Regions from separate parts of the Mus musculus genome. Here regions 2, 3 and 4 are each linked to region 1. A link is a contact called in public promoter capture Hi-C data. All regions are on one chromosome and are shown on one strand. The core of a region is the stretch at or near the end of the contact, and the rest is flanking DNA. Distances in the headings are between cores, read along the strand shown.

Region 1 (3,628 bases), core at 521-3,020:
ACCCCTCAAAAGGTCATGATGCACAAATTGAGAGCCACTGGCCTAAGGATTGACCCCAACAGCGATTCAACCAGACCACAGGCCTGTCAACCATACGTGTGTGTATCTATATTTATATGGACTTTTGTGTCCTGTAGTGATGTTGAGACAGTCGCATCCACCTTTCTAGAAGAAGCCAGTGAGACCACAGATGGTTATGTTACTTTCCAGCTTCCTGAGCAAAGATTTTTAGCAGATTGGCACCTCCGTGGAAAAAAAAAAAGCAAGTTTTCCCCAGTCTATCTTTTTTTTTAAAGTTTATTTATTATTTATTTTTTATGTATATGAATACACTGTAGCTGTATTGATGGTTGTGAGCTGTCATGTGGTTGCTGGGAATTTGAATTTAGGACCTCTGTTCGCTCTGGTTGACCTCTCTCACTTCAGCTTGGCCCTGCTCACTCCTGCTTAAAGATTTATTTATTATTATATGTAAGTACACTGTAGCTGTCTTCAGACACCCTAGAAGAGGGCATCAGATCTCATTACAGATGGTTGTGAGCCACCATGTGGTTGCTGGGATTTGAACTCAGGACCTTCGGAAGAGCAGTCAGTGCTCTTAACCGCTGAGCCATCTCTCCAGCCCTCTTTTTTTTTTTTTTAAATATTTATTTATTTATCTATCTATTTATTTATTTATTATATGTAAGTACACTGTAGCTGTCTTCAGACACTCCAGAAGAGAGCATCAGATTTTGTTATGGATGGTTGTGAGCCACCATGTGGTTGCTGGGGTTTGAACTCAGGACCTTTGGAAGAGCTGTCGGTGCTCTTAACCACTGAGGTATCTCACCAGCCCCCCCAGTCTATCTTTAAAACAACAGTTTCCACTGGGTATGATTATCACTGCACTTCATTCACCTGCATTTCTGAGAAGATTGCAACTTGGAACAAGCCTACTGCTACCTTGAGGGAATTGTAAAAAATTATAAGTCTGACGATGGTCCCAGCAAATGAGAACGCTTGAGGAAGTGGTCCTGCATAAAGATTGTGTAAGCCATTTATGAGCTCTGCCTTTACTTTGTGTGGGTTTAATAAATAAATGTTCATTGGGAAAAACGAAGTCTAGTTTTGGAAGGTTTAATAAAGTTATGGCTTTATTTTCCTAATTGGTTTTGTTTAGACGAAAAGTTCAAATTAATTTAAAGTCAGCTAACGACCTTGTCAGGAGTAAAAAAGATAGGTGGAGTGAAATCTGTGCAGGTGGGAAAATGTTAATGGACAATACTCTAACGGAATTAACGGACATTGGTTTGCATCTTTAACCCTCAAGAATAGAAAATCCACAGCTTCAAAAATGTCAAAAAGAAAATCTGTTAATTCATAAGACAAATACGGAGGCCATGGGACTTCTGGCTTGAGAGTTCCCTGCGGTCTGATTACACATTTGGAGTTTAAACCACAAGGTCCAAATGGGTGAGTTTGTTCTTGACAGCAATGGTTTCGGGACCATTACTAGGTCCTAGTCCCTCGCCCCTTCCATCCCTTCTTGTCTTCCACAAGCACGATTCGCCTAACACTTAACGTCCCTTCCTTCCTTCCCCATCTTCCTTTTCTCACCCAGTAAATCTTCCCTCTGCTCTCTTAATTTTAGAAATAGTTTTGAGACAAAGGAGAAAAGCCAGACGAGAAATCCCAAACTTATCGTGCAAACCCCGCCCACTCACGCCCGGACAAGACTTCCGGGTTCTGCCTCCGCGGCCGCGCCACTTCCTCTGACGTCACCGGTCAGAGGTGACCGGCAAGATGTCCGCAGGCGGCGGCGGCCGCTTAGAGCTCCTGTAGCGCGGCTCATCTGTGTGACAGGGGCCGGGCGGAGGCGGCTGAGAGTGGTCGGGGAGGGGACAGGAGGCGGAGGACGGGTGGCTAGGCGCTCCGGGTGCACGGGCCGCTACCGGGAATGCGCTGCAGCGCCCCGTGCAGCCTGAAAGGCGAGCCCCGCAGGAGCTCTTCATGCCGCCCACCGGCTTAGAGTCCTCCAGGATGAACAGGAAGAAAGGAGACAAGGGCTTCGAAAGCCCACGGCCGTACAAATTATAAGTACCTTTCCCCTACTCCGTTTCTCGCCCTGCTCTGATTTTGTTTTCATTGATTCTGTGAGTGACTTGATGAGTCCGGGAAACTAGTGGGAAATTAGAGCCCACTCCAGGGGACATGATGTTTGTAGGGTGAAACGGTTTTGAATAATTGTTCAGCATACTCCTTCCCCGCCCACGGGCTCATAAACCTTTCTTAAAGTACCGCTATATTTTTTTGTCAAGACAAACCTTTTCATGGCTGTTGCTCGATTTAAAATAAGCAGGTTACTCATTTTGTAGAATTCGAAGACAAACTACTGTGTGGTTTTTGAGCGGCTCAGTATATAGTCCCTATTCGTACTTAGATTTATGCTTTCATATAATAATAGTCGTTTCTTTCTTTTTTTTTATATATACAACCCATCAGGTCGTCTGTATCAACAACATAAACTTCCAGCGAAAATCAGTTGTGGTAAGATCACTCCCGGTCATCATAAGTCAGCCTTTCACAGTTCTTGGGGGGGATTCTATAGTCTTCCAGATTATATGGTGCCCCAGAATAAGACATAAGAATTCAAGTCTAGTTTGCTATACATGCTGTTCTCTGTTCTCCCCACCTTTTCCCATTTCCTGATTAAAATGTTCAAATATGCTAAGTATATTGTGCAATAGGAAGTCTTTATAGTCAAACACCTTCACATTGTGCATTAGACAGGACAGCCTGTAGTCATAGCAGTCTTAGATTCAGCTGTTCATTTATGGAGTGTCATTTGGAATATTTGTCACACATTGCTATTTGGGGATAGAACGTGAAAACATTAGGGAGTATTTGTAATTTAAGTTTTTACTTCAGCAGTATAGGAAACTCATGATACCTCTCAGTGAAGCTTAGCATTATTAGAGTCAACGTGATTGATAGAATTATACTGTGTTAGTTGAATTGCTCTTGTCTATAAGACATTCCTTTTTTGTTGTTGTTGTTGTTTTGTTTTTTGTTTTTCAAGACAGGGTTTCTCTGTATAGCCCTGGCTGTCCTAGAACTCACTCTGTAGACCAGGCTGGCCTTGAACTCAGAAATCCGCCTGTCTCTGCCTCCCAAGTGCTGGGATTAAAGCATGCACTACCACTGCCCGGCTATAAGACATTCCTTAAGGGATATGTATATTAACCCATTGATTCTTCACTGTAATCTCTTGACACAGATAAGATTTAAGTCCCAGCTCTTCCCCCCCCCCCATCCTGCTTGCTCTGGCCATATTTATTTCATATATGTGGGTACACTGTCACTGTCTTCAGACACAGCAGAAGACAGCATCGGATGCCCATTGCAGATGGTTGTGAGCTACCATGTGAATTGAACTCTGGACCTCTGGAAGAGCAGTGGGTGCTCTTAACTGTTGAGCCATCTCTCCAGCCCCCTCAGTCCAAATTTTATGAATGAGGGAGCTGAGTGTATACAGGTAAAGGGAAAATGGGTAAATAACGTATTGGTAGAAGAACAAAGCTACTGCCTACATGTAGCCCAGCAAAAGAGCCTCTGGTGGACATTGTTCACATGTTTGTGCTGTTAC
Region 2 (3,628 bases), core at 515-3,014, 500 kb after region 1:
TCCTCTGTAAATTTCAGGATAAGTAGGACGTAACTAAAGCCGTGGGAAGAACTCGTGAAAGAGGAAGCAAGCACGTGGAACTTGAGGAACACGGCAGGAAAGGAGCCCAGAATCTGGGAACTCTTTCTCTGCAACGCTTCCTGTTTTAAAAGCTGTGTCCCCTCCACAGTCAGGAGTCTGGTCCAACGCCATCTCCTCCCTGTTCCTCTCACATGGATGCCTGCCACCCACCTTAGTCATTCCTACGATGCTGAATTGGGCTCAAATCCGAACCCATGCCAGGGTCTTCTAGTGTCACACTCACTATCTGATCTCAGGTGCCACTGCCTGTGACTCATTCACTTGGGTCTCTTCTTTCAGATTCAAATCTGAGCTAAACCCAAGGTGGCTTGGCTACCTAAGCATAATGGGGCAGAAAACCAATGCCCACAAGGTTTTCAGCTCAGCAGCACAAAAGGGAACCCCGAGTGACCTAGATCCAGGTTATGCAAACTCGCAGGAGTGGATGAGGGTTGACATGAAAACCCTAAACAGAGCAAACAGAACCAGCCGACAGGAATGACACCGCTTTGCTGACATGTCTTTCTATTTGACATTCTCCCAGCATGACGCAACCCCAGTTGCCCAATTTCTATTTGCACATTTCCCCCTTGTCCACAAGGAGCTTCAAAAACTCCCAACTCCACAGCATTCCTTTCGCTAAGTTCAAGTGTCTAGTTCAACAAGGTGGCAGGGCAGGCTTGTGGCATCAACTTGACTTTGGGCGGAGCAAAGTGTTCTGAGGTGGTTTGGAATTCTCAGGTAAACTTAGAAAAGGACAGGAGGTGCAAAGGCAAGAGCTGAGGCTGACTGCCCCACTTCCACTTTGCCCCTCCATTTTCACACCCACTTGATTACACACTGCCTGCTGCACCTACAACCTCACCTTTCTCCCTGCCCTGTTCTTTCTCAATCCAAAGGGCACTGGCTATGGCAAGGGTGAGTCTGGTGAAAACCATACCCAGGCTTCAGCCTCCTCTTCCTTTCCCTGGCGCCTCCCGTCCAGGCTTTCCACATCCTAACAGCTTCCTGGCCACCCAGTCATCAGTTCACCTTTGCACCACCCAACAAAATGGCAGGTTGGCAACGGGAAAGGCCGAGAACGCTGGTTCCTCCTCTAGTCAAACGCAGCTCCTATCCAAAGCCCAGAGTCCCCGAGATCCAACAGGAGAGGGCTCCTGCCCAAGTCCCTAATCATGGGCCCCTAGCCTGATCGGTCTCTAGGGCACATTTCCATTCCAGGCCGGCGAGCAGGTGTCCGCGTAACAGGTGCCAGGCAAGAGGCCCGGGTCCTAAGTGGAGAGGACCCCGAGACTGACTCCAGTAAAAGGCCACTTCTAGAGGATGAAGGCTGAGGGAGGGGTATTCAGAGGGACCAACCCCGGGCTGGGGGCAAGGATGCTGCCTGTCCATGCTCCCGGGACTCGATCTTCACCTAAGCTGCCCCACTTACAATCTCCAGACAGACGAAAGCTCCGGAGTACGTCCTTAGGATGTCGGGGCCAGCGGGCAGGGTGACCCGGGGCGCCGGGAAGGACACGGCAGGGTTCGGGGGCGGCGGGACTGCTCCGCCGGCCGACATGCTGCCGCTGCTACGTCTCCGCGCACCGCCACCGCCGCCACCGCCTCCCGCGTCCCGCCGCCGCCTCCCGGGCTTGGCCGCCGCCGCCGCCGCCGCCGCCGATCCGATCCGTGGGGTTCAGGCGTGCTGCTCGCGGAAAGGGTGTGGCCACGGGCCCTCTGCCGACAGAGGCCCGCCCCGTCACGTGGGCACAGGTGAGCGCGCCTCCGCCCTAGCGACAGTCAGGGTCACCAGCACAGGTGTGGTGCGCCCCAGCCTCAGCGCCAGCTCTGCAGCCCTCCTGGATCTTCAGATCACTTGCTGCTCCTGCACTAACTGTCTGCTGGTTCCCACCTGCCCATCCCACTCAAGTCTCCCCGCTGGTCCTCACCCACTTTCCCCAGTTGGGTAGGAAGACAGAGGCTGTGACTCAGAAGGAAAACACCAAGTTGCCAGGCACACCTGGAAAATGGGATGCCTGTTTTAAAGGCGATTCTAGGGGGATTTTCAGGGTCATGTAGCACATTGGAGTCGTTGGCAGTGGGACCCTGGAGGAAGGCCTTGAGTCATTTCTGTTCTGGTCTCAGAAATCCGTACGAGGATGTCCACCAATGATGGGCAGAAGAGTTAGGTGTACAGGAAGCGATGTAGCTTATAGGATGGTAGCTATTTTTTCCAGTTTTGACGTCAATAATCATACACAAAATGTTAGCTTCATTACGTTTCCACACAGACACTTTTTATTCCATTTTCAGAAAGGTATTCTTTGCTACTGCTTTTAAAGACTTAACAATTATTAAAACAGAACAGGACACTACTACATATGAATCCCAAGCCCCAGTTTCCCCCCCTTGCATTCCCATTTTATTGGTTTTGCTGTCAATGTTCTGAAAGTGGAATGAACAAAGGGACATTTCTCAGAGATCATCTAAAGATAAGTTCCACAGATCAGCACATATGTAGACCACGTTGGTAAAACCTGACCCAGGCATGGGGATACACGCCCGGAATCATAGTACTTCACAGAGTGTGGATTGCCCTGAGTTTGAAGTCAGCATAGACTGCAAAGCTGGTAATAGAATAGCTTGGGATACCTAGAAAGAACCTGTCAAGCAACAAGAACAGCAATCAAGTATGTGGATATGTAAATGTGTGTCTACTATACACATATGCATGCGTGCACACATGTACACGGACACACAAACCTATTCGAGTATCGGACATTCTACAAATTGAGTCTTGTTCTGATCTATTAAGTTTAGCTCTTGAACTGTGAGTTGTTCCCTGCATGGGTTGTCAGCAGGTTTTACCCTATGTCTTCATTATTTTAATAATCGAAACTCTTAGGTGTGGTGGTGGCACTACAGTAAAAGCCACAAAGGAGGGTGTGGATGAAACCTTGTTTGGGCTTCCTGACACCACCACCTGTTAGTCACCAGTTTCTGGCAGTTCGTGTGTGCTGGCTATCTAGTAGGAAACCTCAACTTCTCTGTATTGCTTTGTTCAATCGATGAACTTTTCTGTGTCCAGATCCTGATTGGCAAGAGATCTTTATATTTTATTTTCTGCCTAGGCAGCCCTTAAAGGATCTTCAAAGGTGAGGCCACTCCCGAGAATTTGTTATGGAAATGCCCAGTAACTACATACAAGGTACCAAAGTGTTGTGGTGAGTGAACTTGGAATGACCTTGGAATTTGTGGATCCATTAACGACCTAAAACTTCACCTGTGTATATTTTAAAGGTGTCACCAAAAAGAACACAGTGACTACACCCTTTCCAGCACCTACTTTGCCATAACTGCTTTTGTACCCACCCCTACCTACTTTGGTTTCCCAAAGTCAGGAGAATGAGAGACTGTTATGTACCTCTCTCCTACAGAATAGCAAATCTGCTCCATAACTAATGCTCTTTCTGGAATGGACTCCCTTTCCATGATCACTATCTATATCAGTATTGTTTTTCTTGATGATCCCAATTTCATCTCCATGATGGCAACTCTAGCATCCGTTCCTTCCATGATTATTTCT
Region 3 (3,628 bases), core at 617-3,116, 330 kb after region 1:
TCTCCCTCTGGAACTAGAATATTCAGGCAGGAAGGCAAAGGGAAGAGGAGAGAAAGAGAGAAACGTGTAATTCAACTGGAAGCTGTGTAAAATGGTAGGACATGGTCAGAAGTTCTTCATTTTCTAGTGCAGATGACTGGCTTAGTATATGTCTTAAAGAGAGATAAGTCCTTGCGGTTGCTTCCAGAAGGAGGAGAAGGCACCAATCCCACCTGGTCCTCCTTTCTTCACCTAGTTCTCATGAGTGAGCAAAGAGGACTGTAAATACTGCAGACTCTGCACATGGCAATACACATATTCTGGTTAATTGATGGCTTCTGACACATCTCTACTTCCTTTCAAAAGTACCTACCCCGAAATGATTTCATTTCTAAGACAGAAACACAGAACAAAGACCAGAATAGATGCTGAAGTCATGCTCCAGAGACCCTATTCTCTAAAGAAGAGATGGTCTCCAAAGAGTCATCTTCTGTAGTAGTTTAGGATTTACAACCAAATAGGTTCACTGGTCAGATTGGGAAAGGCATTAAGTTTTCTTGATATTGAAGCACAGTATGTCACCACTAGCTGAAAGGGAGGGAGGGAGAGAGAGAGAGAGAGAGAGAGAGAGAGAGAGAGAGAGAGAGAGAGAGACAGAGAGAGAGAGACAGAGAGAGAGAGACAGAGAGAGAGAGAGAGAGACAGAGAGAGACAGAGAGAGAGACAGAGAGAGACAGAGAGAGACAGAGAGAGAGAGAGAGACAGAGAGAGAGACAGAGAGAGAGAGAGACAGAGAGAGAGACAGAGAGAGAGAGAGAGACAGAGAGCGCTTCAGACTCTTACCAAGGGTGGTAGGTATGACCCTAATTACAGTACCTGATGGGAAATTGATCTCCCATTGATTACTTCCCATAAGTCTCGGTTGGTGAGTTGCCTGCATTTTATTTTACTGTAGCTCAGATTGGAGTGTCATAGTCCTCCCAGGAGAAGGAGTTGCTTTGGCTCCAATTAGGACAATTACAGGTGTGAAAGCAAACTCTCTGGGCTGCTGCGGGTGGGGGGTGGAGGCAGAGGGGGACTATAGACCTGGGGGTAAGCTCATACTTCCATCACCCCAAGTGTTCCCCTGGAGCTGGCCAAACTCTGGCCCTTAACTCTGTTTTCATCCCTTCTCTAGGCGGCAAGTGACCTACCTGCACGGTGCATGTTTCCTCTCAGCCTGATACCCGGTACATTGAAAGCTCTCCACACATGTCAATTACTGTACTGCACTATTGCTACAAATGTTTTTGCTTAGTTCTCTGGGAAAGTAAAAAAAGAGGGCCAAGTTTCACCTAGCTGCCAGAGGAGAGGTCAGGCCAAGAAGGGGACAGCAGGGTGGGAATGGAGGTAGGATTACCCATGCAAATGCCAGTCTGGTTGTTGGGGTCTGCGCTGCGGTCACAGTAGAGACCACTGCTCTGGTCACAGGGTCTCATCTCAGAACAACTCTCCCCGCGCTGGCGGGCGCACACCGGACAGCAGGAGCAGCCGTCCAGCACCGAGCGCACCCCGGGGGCGCAGGTCGGTGATATACTGGGGCACTTGGGTGGGCACCGAGAAGGGCAGCGCAGAGATGCAGAGACCTAGGAAGATCGACGAGACAAGAAAACGAACTCAGGTTATCAGGGGCGAACCAAGGCAGGGTGAGCCCGGGACGGACCAGAGGCAGTCCAGGAGGTCCAAGTAATCGGGGGCATCTTAAGCGTGCGCCACTTACTTGACTTAAGAGATGGAAGAGCAGGAAGCCTAGGCAGAGGCATCGCTTTCGCAGGAAGAGGCTCATGTTCTGCCTGCTAGGGCTGTTACAGGCTGGAGATGGGACTGCCCCTTCACCCAGGTCTGGCTGAGCGGCGAGCGCCACCCGTGCAGGTTTTATAGTGCGCTCCAGGGACGCAAAACCGGTTGGCTGCACTGGGAGGAGGGGGTGGGGTGGGGGGAATCAGCTGGGTGGGGAAATAGAAGGAGCTCCGCGGTTGCCTTGGTGATGGGCCCCAAGGCAGCTCTCCTTAGGGCGTGGCGCCCGGCCTGAGTATGCCTCTGTGTGTGTGTGTGTGTGTGTGTGTGTGTGTGTGTGTGTGTGTGTGTGTGAGTGAGTGGACTGGCTTTTCCCTGAGCACAGGGAGGGACTGGGTGGAGCCCGGAGGCCAAGACCCCGAGCCAGCTACAGCTCGTGAGAAGGAAACACCCTCTTCCTCTGGGTGGTTGCTTCACCTTCCCCCTGACACCGCTACTTCCTAGCACCCTCCGCCCTCACAGTTCCAACCAGAGCTACAAATGTGGAGCTCTTGATCGGGATGCTTAAAGTTTGGAGCCATATGAGCTGGGCAGGGATTGGCCAGAGGCCCAGAAGTTTAGTCATAAGGGAAGCACATGCAAGTTTGTCACCCTTTATTGGGGGACTCTTTGAAATATTTTGAGGGGGTGGGTAGGAGGAAAGGACACGACACGACACACACACACACACACACACACACACACACACACACGAGGGAAATGAAATAACAGAAAAGAGTCACTTCATCAGAGTTGGGGGCTGCTATTGGCCAAATGGCCAAATTCTTCTGATTGTAATCACGCCAAGATTTGCAAAGTCTTAAAACCCAAGTTCTACATGCTCAGTAGAAATAAACATGAAACAATGGAACACAAATAAAAACGGGAGCAGGGAGACGTTTTCTAGTAGAGGAAAAGTCTTGAAGCATCTGCCATATGACATCAGATGTAAAACTGCTTCTAACTGCCTCACTGGCTTGCACTCAGTGCCCCATGAATGGAGCAGGAGCCTGAGAGAGGATGCTTCCTGCTTGACTTGACTCTCCAGCTGGCATTCATTTGCAAAAGAAAAAGGTGATGTGCTGAGGTATGCTTCCCTTCTGTCAGAAGAAATAGAGAGCAAGTTTGACCCCTTCAAAAATGACCAGCAGGCAGTGGCGCACACCTTTAATCACAGCACTTGGGAGGCAGAGACACATGGATTTCTGAGTTCGAGGCTAGCCTGGTCTACAAAGTGAGTTCCAGGACAGCCAGGGCTATACAGAGAAACCCTGTCTTAAAAAAACAAAACAAAACAAAACAAAACAAAACAAAACCAAAAAAGTGACCAACAGATTTAAAACATGTTTTCGCCTTGACTTCAGTATTATGCCCCTTGGTGGGGAGGGACTATGCGCACGCAGCCCTCTTGAGGATAGCTACTTCAAATCACCAAACCAAACCAAATCAACCAACCAACCAACCAACCAACCAACCAACCAAACAAACAAAACACTTGGTGAGCAAGATTATACAGGCTTGTATAGCTCTAGACTTTACAAAGAAACAAATTGCCCTTGCATTACTGACCTTCAGCAGGAGGGAAACCAATGGCAGAGTGCATAGGGAGCCCGGGCTGTCCCTCTAATACTCCAAGATGGCACAGTCACTTCTACCTCCTTTATGGCTATTCTTTTAGAGCTCAGAACTGCTCAGATGCATTCCCACAATGGTGACAATTCTGCTTTTGTTTGGCACACTCTGGATGAGAAGCATGCAAAGTTTAGGCAGAGGTAGGGGAGCTAATTTGCACATCTGATTGGAGGCGTCCATCAGGTTAGTGGGGCTCATGTAT
Region 4 (3,628 bases), core at 323-2,822, 280 kb after region 1:
TTGTAGAATGACTTACAAAGGTCAATATTAGCATGGTGACATCATTTAAAGAATGGCATCTAGAAAGAAAATAGCTTAAAATACATATTAACAAGAATAATTCAATGAAACAACGTAGCATTTATAGGTCATTTTATTTCTTTCAAGATGTTTTGTATAACTACACCACAAAGATTCTAGCACAAATAGAGTGCATATTCTCTTGGATTAAGACAGTAAAGGCACCAAACAATTGCACATGTGCTTCTTAAATTGATCTTCACTTTCCCCAACAAACACCAATAAGAAAGTGAAGACTCTGGGTACTGGGTCCAGGAAATAAACTGATTTTCTGATGTTGGAGACTCACATCTTTCCTTGGGATCCTGGATGCTACTTATCTTTGTGAAGCTTAGCACTTCGTGAGGCCACTCCTGAAACTCAGAGAAGCCTCCTCTGTCAAAAGGAATAATAATGACATCATGGCATTTGTGGAATGATGGATGTAACTGGATGTCATCATACCAAATGAACTAGGACAGTGTCAGAAAGACAGGTATAGTGTTTTTTTTTTCTTATTCGTGCTTTCTAGAGTTTTAGGTAGATGAATAAAATAGTGTATGCATATATGGATCAAATAGAAGATCTGTGTGGGTGTGCAGAGGCTACTAATGATACTAATAATAAGAGGGAGAGGAAAGAAAGGGCAGAAGGTATGAGAGAGAATAGACTTTGTATTTCACATTTTGTACAGGAACTTAAAATGAATTAAAATTAAATATTTTTTTAAAAAGTCAATTGAATTTATTCATCCTGTAGATCGACATTGAAATTGATAGTCTTTTAGAAGCAAATATCTGCAGACTGACACAGGTATACGTAGTTCATTGATCTTTCCTTCACCCCCCCCCCCCCCGCCCCAGTTTCTTATAAAGCATGTTTTGAAGGCTGGTAAACTCAGAGGGAAATAAAGACTTCTGTGATAAAACACTGGGTTTTAAAATCCGTTCCATGTGGTTTGAATATGCTCCAAACATTTAGTAGGAAAAGTGTGCACTTAATCATGACAGTATGACTGGAAAAGTTTTTGGGTTTTTTGTTTTGTTTTGTTTTGTTTCTTTTGTCAGCACAAAACTCTGGAGAGTAGCTGGGGACTGGGAGGCATAATCTTGAATAATTACATGCAAGGTTGTTCTCAACAGATAGCTTCAAAGGAGAGAACAAGCTGACTAAAAGCAGAGTGCAGATGGTGGAGGAAGCGGTCACGGGAGCGTGGCATGTGGGAAAGATTTAGAGTAGTTGTTGTGGACAGTCAATAAGGAATCCCTTATGGAGGGTGTGATGGTTGGCATTAATCATTAACTGGCAAGCATCTAGAATTACCGGTGAGATGGGTCTCAAGGCACACCTGTGAGGGGTTACCTAGATCAAAGTTAGCCTTCCAGAATGTCTGCAAGGGATTATTTTGATTGTGTTAATTGATATGGGATGATTCATTTTAATTGAGGTCAGGACCATTTCCTGGGCAGGGACTTTTGTAATGTATGAAATGGGAAATTGAGCTGAACACAGTAAATACATACATGTATTTATCCCTCTCTGCTTCCTTACAGCAGATGTGGTATGATCAGCTTCTTCAAGCTCTGCTGCCTTGACTTCTCCACTGTGTTGGCTGTTCCTTGAACTAAGATGAACACATTCTCTCTTAACTTGCCTTTGTCTGAGTGTTTTATCACAGTAATGGGAGGGAGATAAGAGTTATACAAAGATTGTCAGCATTCAGGCAACACACACACACACACACACACACACACACACATTGGAGTCTGGTGGTAGGCTATATGTATATGGAGTCTGATGGTAGGCACTTCAGTAGGGACAGTTTTATCAATCTGTCAGGTATGTGTTCAAAAGTTCCAAGTATCTTCCATATCACAAATATTCAGTGATGAATAGGACCTTTAATGGATATTTTCACATTCAGGGAAGCCTGGCTGTTCTATGAATGAAACCTAATTCTTTGACTTAGTGTAAAGACTTAGTTTGTGTTGCTATAACAAAATAACTTAGCCTGGATAAACTATAAAGAACAAAAATTATTTTTTCAGAGTTTGGAGGCTAGGGAATCAAAATTAAAAGAAGTTGTAGATTCATAGTGGAAGAGCTGCATTCTACCTATAGGGTGGCAACTCTTGCTCTATCCTCATGTGGTGAAAGCAAGAAAGAAGACAAACGCTGTGATCTAATATGCCAGACAAGTAGAAGAGAGTGACCGTATCCTTCATATCCTTCAATCAAAGCCCCGTTTCTGAATCTCTGAGCTTTTGGCCTTTTGGATTTAATTTTCTTCAAAAAATCCACCCCTGAGTGTTATCACACCACCACCAGTAAGCATCAGCTTGTGAACTTTGGGGGACATAGTCAGACTGTAGACCTCAGCATTCATTTTGTGGAATGTAGTCGACTTCTGTTTATGGGTAACTATTAGCCTGCTGTATGCAGAATCACATTTTATTTATACATTTATTCATCAGTAGATGTTTAGGTTGTCTCCACTCATATGAAGTACATACAATTAGATACTTGTTGAAACAGAAAATAGAACGATGAGTGCCAGAGACTGAAGGGAGGAGGCGAGAGGAATTGCTAACTGCAGCAATGCATGGTGAAAACGCTCCAGAGGGGTGCCACACAAAATTGCGATGCTAGCTAACAACATTACACTGCACATTTATACATTTTAAACGAGAGATTAGATGTTACATGTTTTTAACCACAGTTTTAAAAATATTGTAATCTGGAGCCACTTCCTTGTTAGCCTTTGCAAGAAAGACAAGTAAACCTTGAAGAAATAGGGGTTCTCGGACTGCAAGGGAGTAGTGAGGTTAGGAGACGAGCAAAGTCAGGAGAAATTAAACTATGAGGAAAACAGGAAGAGATTGAGAGCCAAGGGTTATACTGAGCAGAAAATAGAGAGCTGCAAAGATGAGAACTTAGGGACACAGTCATTTCCCAGACTGCACATAATTAAAGTTTAGACAGTCCTTGTGTTTGGCACATGTAGTGGTTCAGGAACTTTCACTTCTCCAAGTGAGAGAGAATGCTGTATGTGTCCAGCAATTTCATCCCTTCCCTACCTCAGAATTTCTGTTCTTGTCAGTAGGTTGATAAATTTTGTTACTTTTATGTAAAAGTATAGCTAGAAAAAGTTGTTAGATGTAACTAGAAAAATGGGAAAAAATGGAAGTGTGTGGAAGAATTAAATAGCATCATTTTAGTCTCTCCTCTGTGAAGAATGTGGACGAGGGATAATAAAAAGTTAAACAAAAGAAAAAGATAGAGGAACCATGCCCCTACTCTATATATTAAAGAGCTGTAAAGAGGTGACAGAGGTATAAGAACATATGGAGAGAGAGAGAGAGAGAGAGAGAGAGAGAGAGAGAGAGAGAGAGAGAGAGTTAATTCTTGGTAGAGCTGTGGGATAAGAATAAAAGTGATTTGAAAAGTTTTGGACACACGATGCACAGAGGTTAGAGGTTTAAATGAGGATGTAGTTCATCAGCTAGGGGAGAAGAGGGCAGTGGGTTAACGAAGACAAGGGTTGTAAAAAAAAAGCTTCATGTAAACCCATTCTTTTATAAGATATTTG

What was found. Promoter capture Hi-C pulls out the DNA fragments that hold promoters and counts their contacts.
Region 2: a promoter capture Hi-C map of liver shows a contact between it and region 1, with 2.6 times the contacts expected there. The contact joins the promoter of Mal2 here to the promoter of Taf2 in region 1. A contact is called at or near these places in 2 of 39 promoter capture datasets (both in liver).
Region 3: a contact with region 1 is called in a promoter capture Hi-C map of the SN4741 cell line, with 2.5 times the contacts expected there. The contact joins the promoter of Ccn3 here to the promoter of Taf2 in region 1. A contact is called at or near these places in 3 of 39 promoter capture datasets (the SN4741 cell line, cranial neural crest and embryonic stem cells) and 1 of 484 Hi-C or Micro-C datasets (embryonic stem cells).
Region 4: a promoter capture Hi-C map of second pharyngeal arch cranial neural crest shows a contact between it and region 1, with 2.9 times the contacts expected there. The contact joins the enhancer-like site here to the promoter of Taf2 in region 1. A contact is called at or near these places in 9 of 39 promoter capture datasets (the 3T3-L1 cell line, cranial neural crest, frontonasal cranial neural crest and 4 more), 1 of 15 datasets of contacts at CTCF or cohesin (the NIH/3T3 cell line), 6 of 484 Hi-C or Micro-C datasets (the AML12 cell line, embryonic stem cells, nephron progenitors and 2 more) and 1 of 115 datasets of contacts at active chromatin or transcription factors (bone marrow-derived dendritic cells).

Annotation. Positions count from the first base shown.
Region 1 is chr15:55,070,294-55,073,921 of GRCm38.p6, reverse strand. It overlaps Taf2 (TATA-box binding protein associated factor 2), which reads left to right and starts at 1,770. Exons shown (of 26, transcript NM_001081288.1): 1 at 1,770-2,075; 2 at 2,475-2,529. The coding sequence starts at 1,993.
Region 2 is chr15:54,569,502-54,573,129 of GRCm38.p6, reverse strand. Mal2 (mal, T cell differentiation protein 2) reads right to left here and starts at 1,764. Exons shown (of 4, transcript NM_178920.4): 1 at 1,493-1,764. The coding sequence starts at 1,621.
Region 3 is chr15:54,744,148-54,747,775 of GRCm38.p6, reverse strand. It overlaps Ccn3 (cellular communication network factor 3), which reads right to left and starts at 1,866. Exons shown (of 5, transcript NM_010930.5): 1 at 1,739-1,866; 2 at 1,379-1,604; 3 at 1-13. The coding sequence starts at 1,804.
Region 4 is chr15:54,794,150-54,797,777 of GRCm38.p6, reverse strand. No RefSeq gene overlaps it. Among named protein-coding and RNA genes, the nearest start is that of Ccn3, 50 kb to the right of the region's middle. Within about 2 kb of position 1,572, at least 5 of the 459 cell types and tissues checked have an H3K27ac peak or open chromatin away from gene starts, as enhancers often do. A contact at or near this core is called in second pharyngeal arch cranial neural crest, where this site is marked.